Linked DNA regions of Mus musculus: region 1 is linked to region 2. A link is a contact called in public capture Hi-C data. All regions are on one chromosome and are shown on one strand. The core of a region is the stretch at or near the end of the contact, and the rest is flanking DNA. Distances in the headings are between cores, read along the strand shown.

Evidence for each region. Capture Hi-C pulls out chosen DNA fragments and counts their contacts.
Region 1: a contact with region 2 is called in a capture Hi-C map of embryonic stem cells, with 2.9 times the contacts expected there. The contact joins two enhancer-like sites. A contact is called at or near these places in 2 of 484 Hi-C or Micro-C datasets (muscle stem cells and nephron progenitors), 2 of 115 datasets of contacts at active chromatin or transcription factors (both in embryonic stem cells) and 1 of 9 other capture datasets (embryonic stem cells).

What each region holds. Positions count from the first base shown.
Region 1 is chr9:45,766,063-45,771,300 of GRCm38.p6, reverse strand. Cep164 (centrosomal protein 164) reads left to right here. Exons shown (of 30, transcript NM_001081373.3): 27 at 244-606; 28 at 1,826-1,892; 29 at 2,658-2,780; 30 at 2,938-4,355. The coding sequence ends at 3,043. Among named protein-coding and RNA genes, the nearest start is that of Cep164, 60 kb to the left of the region's middle. Within about 2 kb of position 2,645, at least 19 of the 459 cell types and tissues checked have an H3K27ac peak or open chromatin away from gene starts, as enhancers often do. A contact at or near this core is called in embryonic stem cells, where this site is marked.
Region 2 is chr9:45,347,468-45,353,385 of GRCm38.p6, reverse strand. Tmprss13 (transmembrane protease, serine 13) reads right to left here. Exons shown (of 13, transcript NM_001013373.2): 13 at 5,805-5,918. Among named protein-coding and RNA genes, the nearest start is that of Fxyd6, 20 kb to the left of the region's middle. Within about 2 kb of position 3,570, at least 12 of the 459 cell types and tissues checked have an H3K27ac peak or open chromatin away from gene starts, as enhancers often do. A contact at or near this core is called in embryonic stem cells, where this site is marked.

The sequences.
Region 1 (5,238 bases), core at 1,396-3,895, 420 kb before region 2:
CCAGGCCTCCTGCAACCATCTGGTCTCAGTGGCTCTGGCCTATATTTGTGTCAAGGACCTAGTTTTCCCTTTTGTCTATGTCCTTGGGCCCCTTGTCTAGGACACAGAAGTCCTGCCATCCATCCTCTGTCCCCCCCATAAGGTCCATTATGGGAGCCCTGTTATTTGCGGGGACAGGGAGAGGCACTAGTAAGACACTCAGGTGCCAGCGACATACTGAATCCTCTGCCTCTTGCCTTCCAGTCACCCCGACCCCGACCTCTGCTGATCCCAACAAGATCCATTACCTGAGCAGCTCCCTTCAGCGAATCAGCAGTGAGCTAAACGGCGTGCTGAATGTGCTGGGAAGCCTCAACTCCCAGCCGCCGCCCCAGGGCCTCGGCAGCCAGCCCCCGCCTCCACTCTTCACCTCCTCACTTCGGTCCTCCAAGAATGTCCTTGACCCTGCCTACTCCTCCCAGGCCAAGCTCTCCTCCTTATCTTCCATCACACCCATGTCCACCCAGTGGGCCTGGGACCCAGGGCAGGGCACCAAGCTGACCTCTTCCTCCTCCTCTCAAACTGTGGATGATTTCCTGCTGGAGAAGTGGCGCAAGTATTTTCCCTGTAGGTCCCTACCTCCACATCTCTTCCCTTTGTCCCATGTCCTTTCTTTTTCTTTTGCCTACCCCTTATCTTTGCCATCATCTTTGGTCCATTGGCTCTGTCTGTGGGGGCCTGGGGAAGGAAGACCTTTGCCGGTCGCTCTCCAGCTAGAGGCTCTGTGCGGGGAAGCTTTACACTGAGCCTGCACTGCTTGGAGCTGTTATTATCAATGCTAGAGCTTGGCAGAATTTTAAAAAGTTACTATTGTTGTCCTATTGTCTGCCATTAGTACAGTACACTATGGCATTTACACACACACACACACACACACACACACACACACACACCTTCATTTAGTCTATGTTATAGTTCTCAGGTAGTAGTTATTTATCCCAGTGTCTTAGTCAGGGTTTCTATTCCTTCACAAAACATGATCAAGAAGCAAGTTGGGGAGGAAAGGGTTTATTCAGCTTACACTTTCCACACTGCTGTTCATCACCAAAGGAGGAAGGCAAGACTGGAATTCAAGCAGGTCAGGAGGCAGGAGCTGATGCAGAGGCCATGGAGGGGTGCTACTTACTGGCTTGCTTCCCCTCTCTTGCTCAGCTTGCTGTCTTATAGAACCCAAGACTACCAGCCCAGGGATGGCACTGCCCACAAGGGGCCCTCCCCTCATTGATCACTAGTTGAGAAAATGCCTTACAGCTGGATCTCATGGAGGCATTTCCTCAAGTGAGGCTCAGGCTCCTTTTTCTGTGATAACTCCAGCTTGTGTCAAATTGACACACAAAACCAGTCAGTACAGTTCCCATTTTATAGCTGAGTAAGCTGAGACTCTGAGGGTTAGTAGTAAACTCCAGAGTACCCTTCGAATGAGTGAGTCATATACCAAGTTTTGACCCTGTGCTTATGACCCCGTGGCCCTGGCTTCTGCTCTGGGACCTAGTTTTGCCTTGTCGAGTAACATAAGTCAGAAAGGCAACCATTTGAGGGAAAAAAAATGTAAAAAACAAAAAAGTCTTTCGGCTCAGCCCAAATTGAAAACGAAATTTTTAGAATCAAAGTAAACAGGACAGTTCTTGTCTGTCACCTGTCTCTCACCTCCAGCATGGCAACATTCCCTGCCATTGTTTGTTCTGGGGACATCCTTTTCTGGGAATGCAGGGGCACTGGTAGTGAATGTGGAGGTGGCCTGCTGGGGCTGGGGCTGCCCTTAGACCCCATCTTCTTGCTGTTCCAGCTGGCATCCCGTTGCTCAGTGGCTCTCCTCCCCCACCGGAGAACAAGCTGGGTTATGTGTCTGTAAGGTAAGTCTCTGCGCTGGGTGTGGCCTCACAGTTTAGATCTTTACTGTACCCCCCTGGGCCAATGGCACCATGGACAGATGGGAACAAACCTCATGATCCTGTTGGCCTGGAGCCCAGACAGGTCCCCAGCCCAGAGACACCTACATCTTGCCTTTTCTGAGAAACTCCACCACGGCAAGTAAACAGTCAGATCGCCGCTGCCAAGGTTCAGTGGATGTGAGGCAGGGTGTGTGGGCTCTGCAGGTGTTGCCCATCGGGGGAGAGACTGAGGTGAAGCCCAGCTCATCCCGTGGCCCCACCAGCCCTGGAGTCTGACCCGGCTTTGCCACTGAACTCTTTGATTCCTATGGCAAGCGATTATTTGGTCCTGTTATCCATTTCCTGTTCATCTCACTCTCTGGCAAATATCTTGTTCTCGCCACCTCAGCCCTAACTGTAAACCCCCACAAATTTATCTCTGCTCTCTGGGCCAGCCCGAGAGCTGCTGCTGTGTAAGTATCTGGGTGGACAGAGGGAGCTCTTTGCTGATGAGAACGGCCGAGGATGGACAGATGCGAAGGTCCAGAGTAAACTTTGCATGAGATGCTCAGGAAGGGGGTGGAGGGCAGCCAAGACCTTCCTTTTGGGGAACTGATGCCCCTCCGCATTACCAGAGAAGGCCCTTTGATTGCTGGAGGCCTTACAGAGGTGAGAGAGGGTCGCAGAGAGGCGGGGCTCCGTTCGGGCGTGCCGCCAGCTTCCTGCCTGCTCTCCTCCCTTTTCCAGTGAGCAGCTCCACTTCCTGCAGCGCTCCCACCCTCGAGTCCCCAGGACGGATGGTGTCAGCATTCAGAGCTTGATCGATTCCAACCGGAAGTGGCTGGAACATTTCCGGAACGACCCCAAGGTGTATCCTTTTAGCTGGTCCCCAAGCTTTAGTCCCTCCCGGTGATAGCAACTTGACTGGCCTGCTCTCCACCACCGGCCTCGGTGGTGTCGGAGAATACCCCTTTGGACCGTAGACCCTTTCTCTCAGCCGTCCAGTTTTCCTTCACTTTGTGACCAGACAGCTTTTCTCCTCGGCGCCCAAAGCAACAACCACATCGAACTTATCGAACCTCCTGCAGCTGGGCCTGGACGAGAACAACAGACTGAATGTGTTTCATTACTGAACCCCGTGTGGGGCGGGGCAGGGCGGCCTCCTCCTCTATTACAAGTGCCTGAGGAGCCGCCAACATTTTATTTCTCTCATCAAGCATGTCCTCCGTTGTGAACCCCACCGAGGACTTAGAGGAACCACCGGGTTAGATAGGTGGAGAGTACGGCTGTAGACGGCCACGCACGCTTCAACCATGGACTGTCCTGAGCAGAAACATGTGGACATATGCGAGCTTCTGCACCAAAGTGGCACTGAGATGTGGGCTGCTGAAGACTTCAGGGGTGTGGACACCTTAGTTAAAGCGACTGCTATGGGAGGCTTAGGGATCCTCCTTGGAGGTTGGCCCCCTGCTGAGGATGTGGTCCTTTATTCACATGGCCTCCTAGCATGGCATGCCCTGGCACTTTGGCTGTGCTGGGTCTGTGCCCCTTTCGGATACCTCAGCCCCGACAGGATCATACCCGTCCCTCTCTTTTTGCCTTTTTTTTTCTTTGTAAATGTCTTCTGACTGTCACAAGTTTGGGCTCAGCTGCCTGAGCCCGGCTGGATGTTGCTAGAGGGGCCCCGAGGGATGTTCTGTCTCCTTCCCCTCGGCTGGCACCGTGATTTCCTCACGATTCTCAGGAGCAGCCCTCTCCCCCCTTAGGGTGCTCTGTGGAGCTCTTCCTTGCCCTCAGGTTTCAAGCACCTATCTTTCCAGGAAGCCAAAAAAGCCATAGGGAAAGAGGGGAATGCCTTCTGCCCCATCTTGATATTTCTCTTCTTTAACTCGAGTGTGTCTATGAGCCCTATTTCCATCTGTCCTTCTATCTGGGCCGCCCCTAGCCCAGTCCAACTAGCAACTCTGTCCAGAGCTCAGTGGATGGAACTGATTCCAGCCTGGCACCAGCAGGGACCATCTTGGGTCAGGTGCTTCTGGCTAGTGCTTCTGGCTCAAGCCTCCTCGGCCCAACTTCCCCTCAGCGGGCTCTGCAGGAGCTGCAGGTGATGCTCTCAGCATCTGTCTCCTTGTTTAAACAAAATGCCCTCATTTTTCTTGTCTTGAGAAGCTGCGGGCTGCCTCTACCCCCGCAGCCCACAGGGTCTCACCGATTTATTGTTCGTTTCTTTGCTGTGGAATAAACCTCGAGCAGCCAGTTGGCTTTTTACCCTTTAGATATTTTTTAGTCATCGGCTGACCACACACAGATAAAGTCCGTTTTGTTACTTCTTCCACTCTGTGTGCCTTGAGAACCGCTCATGTGGTACAACCAATTCTGGTGACAATCCTGTGATTTTTTTTTTTTTTTGCACCTATTAAATCTCTGTAAGTCAATTTTCTATGAGGCAGTCCTGTGAGTGTGCTGGTCTCTTTGGAAGCCTTGTGTTCTTCTTCCCGAGGGACAGGAAGGTGGGGGTCAATGGGTCTTCAGGGAATACCTCCCTGGGTATCTGATTTAGTTATCCCAACAGGGTGGAGTTGGGGGCAGGTGTGGGCTGCTCCATTTTTATGGGTGACAGAAAAGCAAGGCTCAAAGATATCTAGGTGCCTAGCAATCCTTAGTAAAATGTAGAGCCCTCCCCAAAGCTGCCTCAGCTCTCCTCTTGCCACCAGTCCTCAGAGAGCTCACTCCCATTTATAGTCTCCTACTTCTCTGTTTTCCACTTGCAAGGCTGGAGACCCACCGAGCAATTTCCCCAAAGACTAGGTTTTTTTCTTCCCGTGTAAACGATGCCATGTCCTGCACCCCAGTCTATAGCTGGCAAGGTTAAGTGGCTTTTCTCCTGCTCCCCTGGGTGAACAGTCTCCGTACATTCCTAAGCTTGTGGCAAGGGACTAGCTCGGAGAACCAGAACCAACCCACACAGCATATTTCAGGAATCTGTATAGGAAACTCAGCCTAGTGTCCTAGCTACTTCCTAGGAAGGAACAAGGAGATGGGGGAGGCAGTGAGCCAACATCTGTTGCATGCCTCCACACGCTGTGGTTTTCTTATGCTCTTGTTTGTAATCTTAACCTTAGGGTATTTTAGAGATGAGAAAGTAAAGTCTAAGCTCAGCGAGGTCAAGGTCACAGAGCTAATAACTAGCATTTGAACTAGATGGAGTCTGTTCCTGAAACTTGAATTCCATTGCGTGCAGCCACCCCATTGTCAGCAGCTGTCTCCTCCAGGCTCACAGCACAGTCCCCGGCAACTAGTAGTTTTCTAATTGGGATAGCAAAACCTT
Region 2 (5,918 bases), core at 2,321-4,820:
AGGATTCACTTCACCCAGTTTTGAACCATATAATAATTAACATGGCTGGTATTGATTAGAGGATAGGTATGTAGGACTGAGGTGGCAGAGCTCAGGGAGGGAGACTTGCCTTGAGGTACTGCATGCCCGCCCTAGCACTGAAGAATGAAATAATAATAATAATAATAATAATAATAACAGATCAATGGGACAGAATACAAAGTTAGATATATATGAACACTAATACATTCTATTGAGCTTTGCTAAAGCACAAAGACAATTGGATGAGAAAGTTTAGACTTTCCAGCACAGGATGCTGGGACCTTGGATATCCTTTTGCAAACAAACAAAACCAAACCTTAATCTACATCAGTATCAACAGTGTGATAATAGATCACTATCCTGATTATAAGACATAAAACACTAAAAATTTTAAAACATCAAGTGATATCCTCAAGGGGTTGGATTTGGCAGTTTTGGCTATAACAAAGTCTGAAAAGAAAGTTAATGAATTGATGCTAAAAAGTTAAAATAATTTTTTTCTATTAAGGATACAGCTAAGAAACTGGAGCAAGTCACAGAGAAAGCACATTTCTAACAAAGACTCCAACTCATGTATAGATATAGAACTCTGAAAATCTATATTAGCTACTTTTCTAATCACTGTCTCAAAACACCAGACAAAAGTAACTTAAGGGGAAAAGGTCCACACTGGCTCACGATGGCGGCGGCGGTGGTGCGAGGCAGCTGGTTGTATATCTGAGAAAGGAGAGCTGATACACAGCTTTCTTTCTCTAGCCACATTCAGGGTGGGAGGAGCTTCCACCCTCACAAACACACCTGAGGAGTTTCCATGGTGATTCTAAGTAAACAATGAAGGTTAGCCATCACACAGCTCAATAAGAATCAACCAAAGGAATGGTTAAAAAATATTTAAACAGCACTTCACCAAAGACGATCTATAGATGGCAAATAGGCACACAAAAGAGATTATCAGTATCAAAAGTATTCAGAAAAACACAAATTAAGACATCAGAGATATCATTAGACATTGGTTATATGCCTTAAAAAGTACTGACTATATATACCAAAACCAAGATGATTCAAGAATCCCACCTGTCATCATTTCTTTCAGAGTAATGAAAACTTATGCTCACATAAAAACCGGTATAATTGTGTATTGTAATCTATGTTCAGCTTGGTTTTTATGTATGCATATTTGTGCAAAGCTCTTAAGAGAAGCAAGCTTGTACCTGCTGGGGAAGTGGCTTTGGGGTTGGACAGAGAAGAGCCACCTGAGCCTGACCAGAAGTGTGGCTTTTCTGAGACTCTTGGAGGTTTTTCTCCACTTGTGCATTCTTCCGGGTGGTGCCCATGTAGACACCCAGCCTGGAAAGCAGTCTGCCCTGTGCTCTGAGGGAAGAACACGAAAACAGATATTGTTCAGCCCTGCTGAAGCAGCTCAGTCAGATAAATCTGATGTAAGAAGATCTGTGACTTTCCTTCCACCTTAGCGAGATGAAGCAAATTCCCGCCGGCTCTGTAGAAGTTTGGAAACCCAGGACGAGAATGAGTGGACCATTGAGCATGGAGCATTAGTACCGCTCACTCACATGGCTTCCTATGGAATGATCCTTACCAGTTCATAGGTTTGAACATTTGGTTCCAGCTTGCAGGTAACAATGTTATTTGGGGAAATTTGGAGTGCAATTGTGGAACTTTTAGGAGGTTGTGATGGTTTGAATAAGAATGATCCCCATAGTTCCTATACGTGAATGCTGAGGGATTAGCACCATTTGAAAGGATTAGAAGGTATGGCCTTGGTGGGAGTGTGTCATAGGGGTGTGGGCTTTGAGGTTTCAGAAACCAGAGTCAGTCTCCATGGCTTCCTCTTCCTGTTGCCTGTGGGTCCAGATGTAGAACTCTCATCTTCTTCAGCACCATGTCTGCCTGTGTGCTGCCATGCTCCCCATCATGATGATAATAAACTAAACCTCGGAAGCCGAACGCCAACTGAAATAAATCTATTGTAAGAGCTGATGCGGTCACAGGAAGAACAGTGACTAAGACAGAAGTGGAGCCTTGCTGGAGGAAATGGATCTGGTTGGAAATGGATGTTGCCAGAGACAGGGGCAGAGGAGTGGCTAAGGCTGGTTCCTAACAGAGTGCCCTCTGCTTCCTGTCTAATGCCAAGATGTAACGAGCCACTCTGCAGTCCCGGTTCACTCTGCAATCCTGGTCCACTACGCCTTCCCCACCAGAAGGGACTGAAACTTCCTAAAACCATGAGTGAAAATAGACTCTTCCTCTCTCTGCTGTGGGTTATTTTTGCCACCAAGAGAAGAGATATAGCCCACATAATCATGTACCACAGAAGAGAAGAGAGCGTGGGCACATCTCCCAGCAACATCATCACAGAATGTATGGACCACCAAGAAAGGTCAGCCAGAGGCCCCGAGGAGGAAGGGAAAGAGTTGGTGGCATGGAAGTTGGTGATTTTGTCAAGGAGGGATTACTCTACTGTGAAGAACCACAGAGACTTCAGTGAGAGGAGAACTTACAAATGCCCACTGGACGTAACAACATGGGCATTCGTGGGCAGAAGGCTGTGGGAAGAGAATTAGCTGAGGATATGTGACCCTTACAGCTCTAAACTTGCCAACTCCATTGGCGGGTCAGAGGCCATTGGTCGAGACACTAAGCTCTAGAGGAAAATTCTTCCATGTGACAAAGGGAACAGGTGAAGTTCACTTGCTGTTTTGTGGCTTAGAGAGATGGCCAGCTGGATAGCCACCCACCCTAGGTAATAGTATCTATTCCTGAAAGAGCAGTTCACTGCTTAGAAAACTTATACAGAGAAATGGTAAGTTTACTAGAACTTAAAGATTGGGTCACATGACCACTCTTCTTTGTTTGCTGAAGGGATATAGTGACAAACGAACTAGATAGTCTCTTTGTGTCTCTTGTTTTTGTCTACCATCCCATTTAATTCTACAGCACGCAGGAGAGATACACACACTTTGCTTATGAGGAAATAGAGGGATTGGCTTGCTGGGATCACATAGTTAAGCAAGTGGTGAAGCTGGAATTTGCATCTCCAGGTACTCTGGGTCCAACCTCTACAACAGTGTAATTAGAAAGCACAGGTGTGGCTGACTCTTGGAGACTCTGGATTGTGTAGGGAAGGCATCCTGTGATGTCTACACTCCGTCTCCTATTCGGAGGAGTTGAGCTGTCGAGGATCAAAGACCAGGCCAGACCTTTATCTTTCTGGGAGGCCTGTTTTAAACAAAGCTTTGTTCCTGGGTGGTCCAGGACTGATCATCTATCTGTACATGGCCCTCCTAGGTTTCTGGGCAGCTGTGCGGCAAGACCAGGATGTTGTTTACTTCCTGGGCTGAGCCACAGTTTTTCCAAATGACAGGAGGTGAGGTCCCTTGCAGAGGAAATAGAGAATGAATGGTATGTGCCTTTTACAGACCTTGACCCAGATCAAGAAGACAAAGACTGAATGACAGCTTGTTGTAGTGTGACAGGGCTTCTTAGACACCGTGCACTTGGGAGCAGGGCCTCTTCTGACTCTGGATGCCCTTCTCCAAGGTTCTGGAAATTGCCAAGTCTAAGCTTCTCATCACGTCCAAGGGTTTCCACCCAGCTGTCCCTGGGGTGTTTTTCCCTTCCTCCTATCCTGGAAAGATACACAGAGCCAGGCCCTACTGAGGTCTCAGGTTAGAGGGGCTTCACCTGGGGTTGGGAGTAGGCTAGGTGCGGAGTGTAGGGGGAAAGCTTCCACAGCCACAGATTCACAGTGCAGCTCTGGCCCTTGAGAGCCTGTGTTTTGGGAGGTGCACTTCCTTGTTTCCTTGTTTACAAAGCTGGAATGGTTACCACGTGCTTTGTGGGATTACAGGTTTACAGGAATAATGGATGTCAGGTGCTTTGCTCAGTGTCTGACACAGGCAGATACTGAATTGCTGTCCCTGTCCTCCTCATTGTCATTGCTGGGAGCATTCGTGCATCTCCTCCAGTTCTCCCAATTGCATCAGAACAAAGGAGAGCAATTATGAGAAACAATGGCCCCCGGGAAGCTAATCAAACCCCAGAGGCAGCCAGATCCCCAGCCAAGCTGCAAGTGGCTCCTCTCCACAGAGTTCACCAACCCTGTTCCCTGCAGTTCCCGGGGCTCTCATTTGCATCCCTGAGAAACTCCTCAGAAACTGACCAGGCTGGCCTCGAACTCAGAAATCCACCTGCTTCTGCCTCCCAAGTTCTGGGATTAAAGGCATGCGCCACCACTGCCCAGCCCCCGCCACCTCTTTTATGTAAGATTTTTAGCCTCTATGGGTGTCCTGGGCTGAAGAAATATATTTTCTGTTTCCTTTGTGGTGCTTGATTATTTTTTCCTGTACGATCCCCATGCCTTTCCCTACTTGCCTATCAGCTTACAATCTGAAGTCCGACATACCCTGCAAAGAGTTGGTTATGTGGAGAAAGATGCACAGTAGTGGCCAAAGTCTTGTTACTCAGCCCCAGTTTTGGCTTTTCTTAAAGTGAACGGAGATATGTGTAGCTGTCCTCTAAAGTGAGTATGTACTGCCTCAAAGGCTGTCATTCCTGGCCCCAAGGCCTCTCAGCGACACTGTGGTAGGCTCACAGGGATCGCCTCTGAGCCAGGCAGTTAAGAAATGGGTGTGTCTTCTACCTGGTTTCCTTTGCACCAAAAGCAGACAAGAGGGCCGTGACAGTCACACAATGGAAAGACCTAGGTCCTGGAAAGCCCACGTGAGAGAAAGCCTCCAGCTGAGGGAGCACCCCAGGGACCTTTTAATGGATGAGAACCACACTCCATTGGAGAGATACGCACACTTTGCTTATGGAAAAAAAAAAAAAAAAAAAAAAAAAGGAATCCAGTAGCCACAGCCCCTGCCATCCTTATGCCTTCTTGAGCAGATGAAGCAAGAAAAGAGTCAGAGGAAGGATCACCTGGGCATCGATGAGAGATGCAAATGACATAGATGTAGCATCGGCCAGGCACATGCAGACCTGGAAAATGCTGGCTGTGGCAACAGGGATGCTCAAATGTGGCAGTGGTGCTGGACAGCCATTAGTGGAGACATATCTGTTACAGCTAGTGTAGTAATGCTGGTTCAGCAGTGGTGAACACCATTAATCCCAGCAGAGACAGATCGATCACTGAGTTCAAGGCCAGCCTGGTCTACAGAGCTAGTTCCAGGACAGCCAGGGCTACAGGGAGAAACCCTGTCTCGAAAAATAAACAACAGCAAAAGTTAGGGAGAAGCATGGAGGAGTAGATCTTGTAGAAAAGGCCACCGACGCATCCCTCTTGTAAAGAACTAGGTCATCACTGGGGCTTATAAGCACCCTTCTTGCTGAGATAACAAAGGCAGAGGCAGAGGACGAGGGGAAACGTCTGACCCTAGAGTGCCTGCCCCATGCCACATCTACTTTAGGAATGTTCACTTCCTCTTTAAAACTCACTTCAAACTTCTCCTCTCTGGATGAGGCCGGTGGCTCATATGTCCATGTTCCAAGTGTGGTACCCACACTTAAGCATCCCTTCCATCACAAAGACTAGAGAGTGCTGTACTGCTTGTGGATTGTCTGGACTTAGCATCAGTACCTGGCACCACTGAGCTCTGCTCTCATTGGGGAAGGAATCAAAGAACAGATGTGCAAATGGGTGAGCAGAAGCCAAAGATGAGAAAGTCAAGAAGAATCATGTCCAAGATGCCTGGGCACTGGGGCAGAGTGCAGGCCATCTTGATGTTTCTACCTACGTCATCAATGAAGCACCCAACAACTTCTTTGTGCCACACGATTTTATTATGGAAGCTCATTGCTGGGATCTTCTGCACACATGGATGCTGCCCGCCTCCTTCCCAGCCTTGAAGAGATTCCCTTGTGTCTCAGCCCTGTCT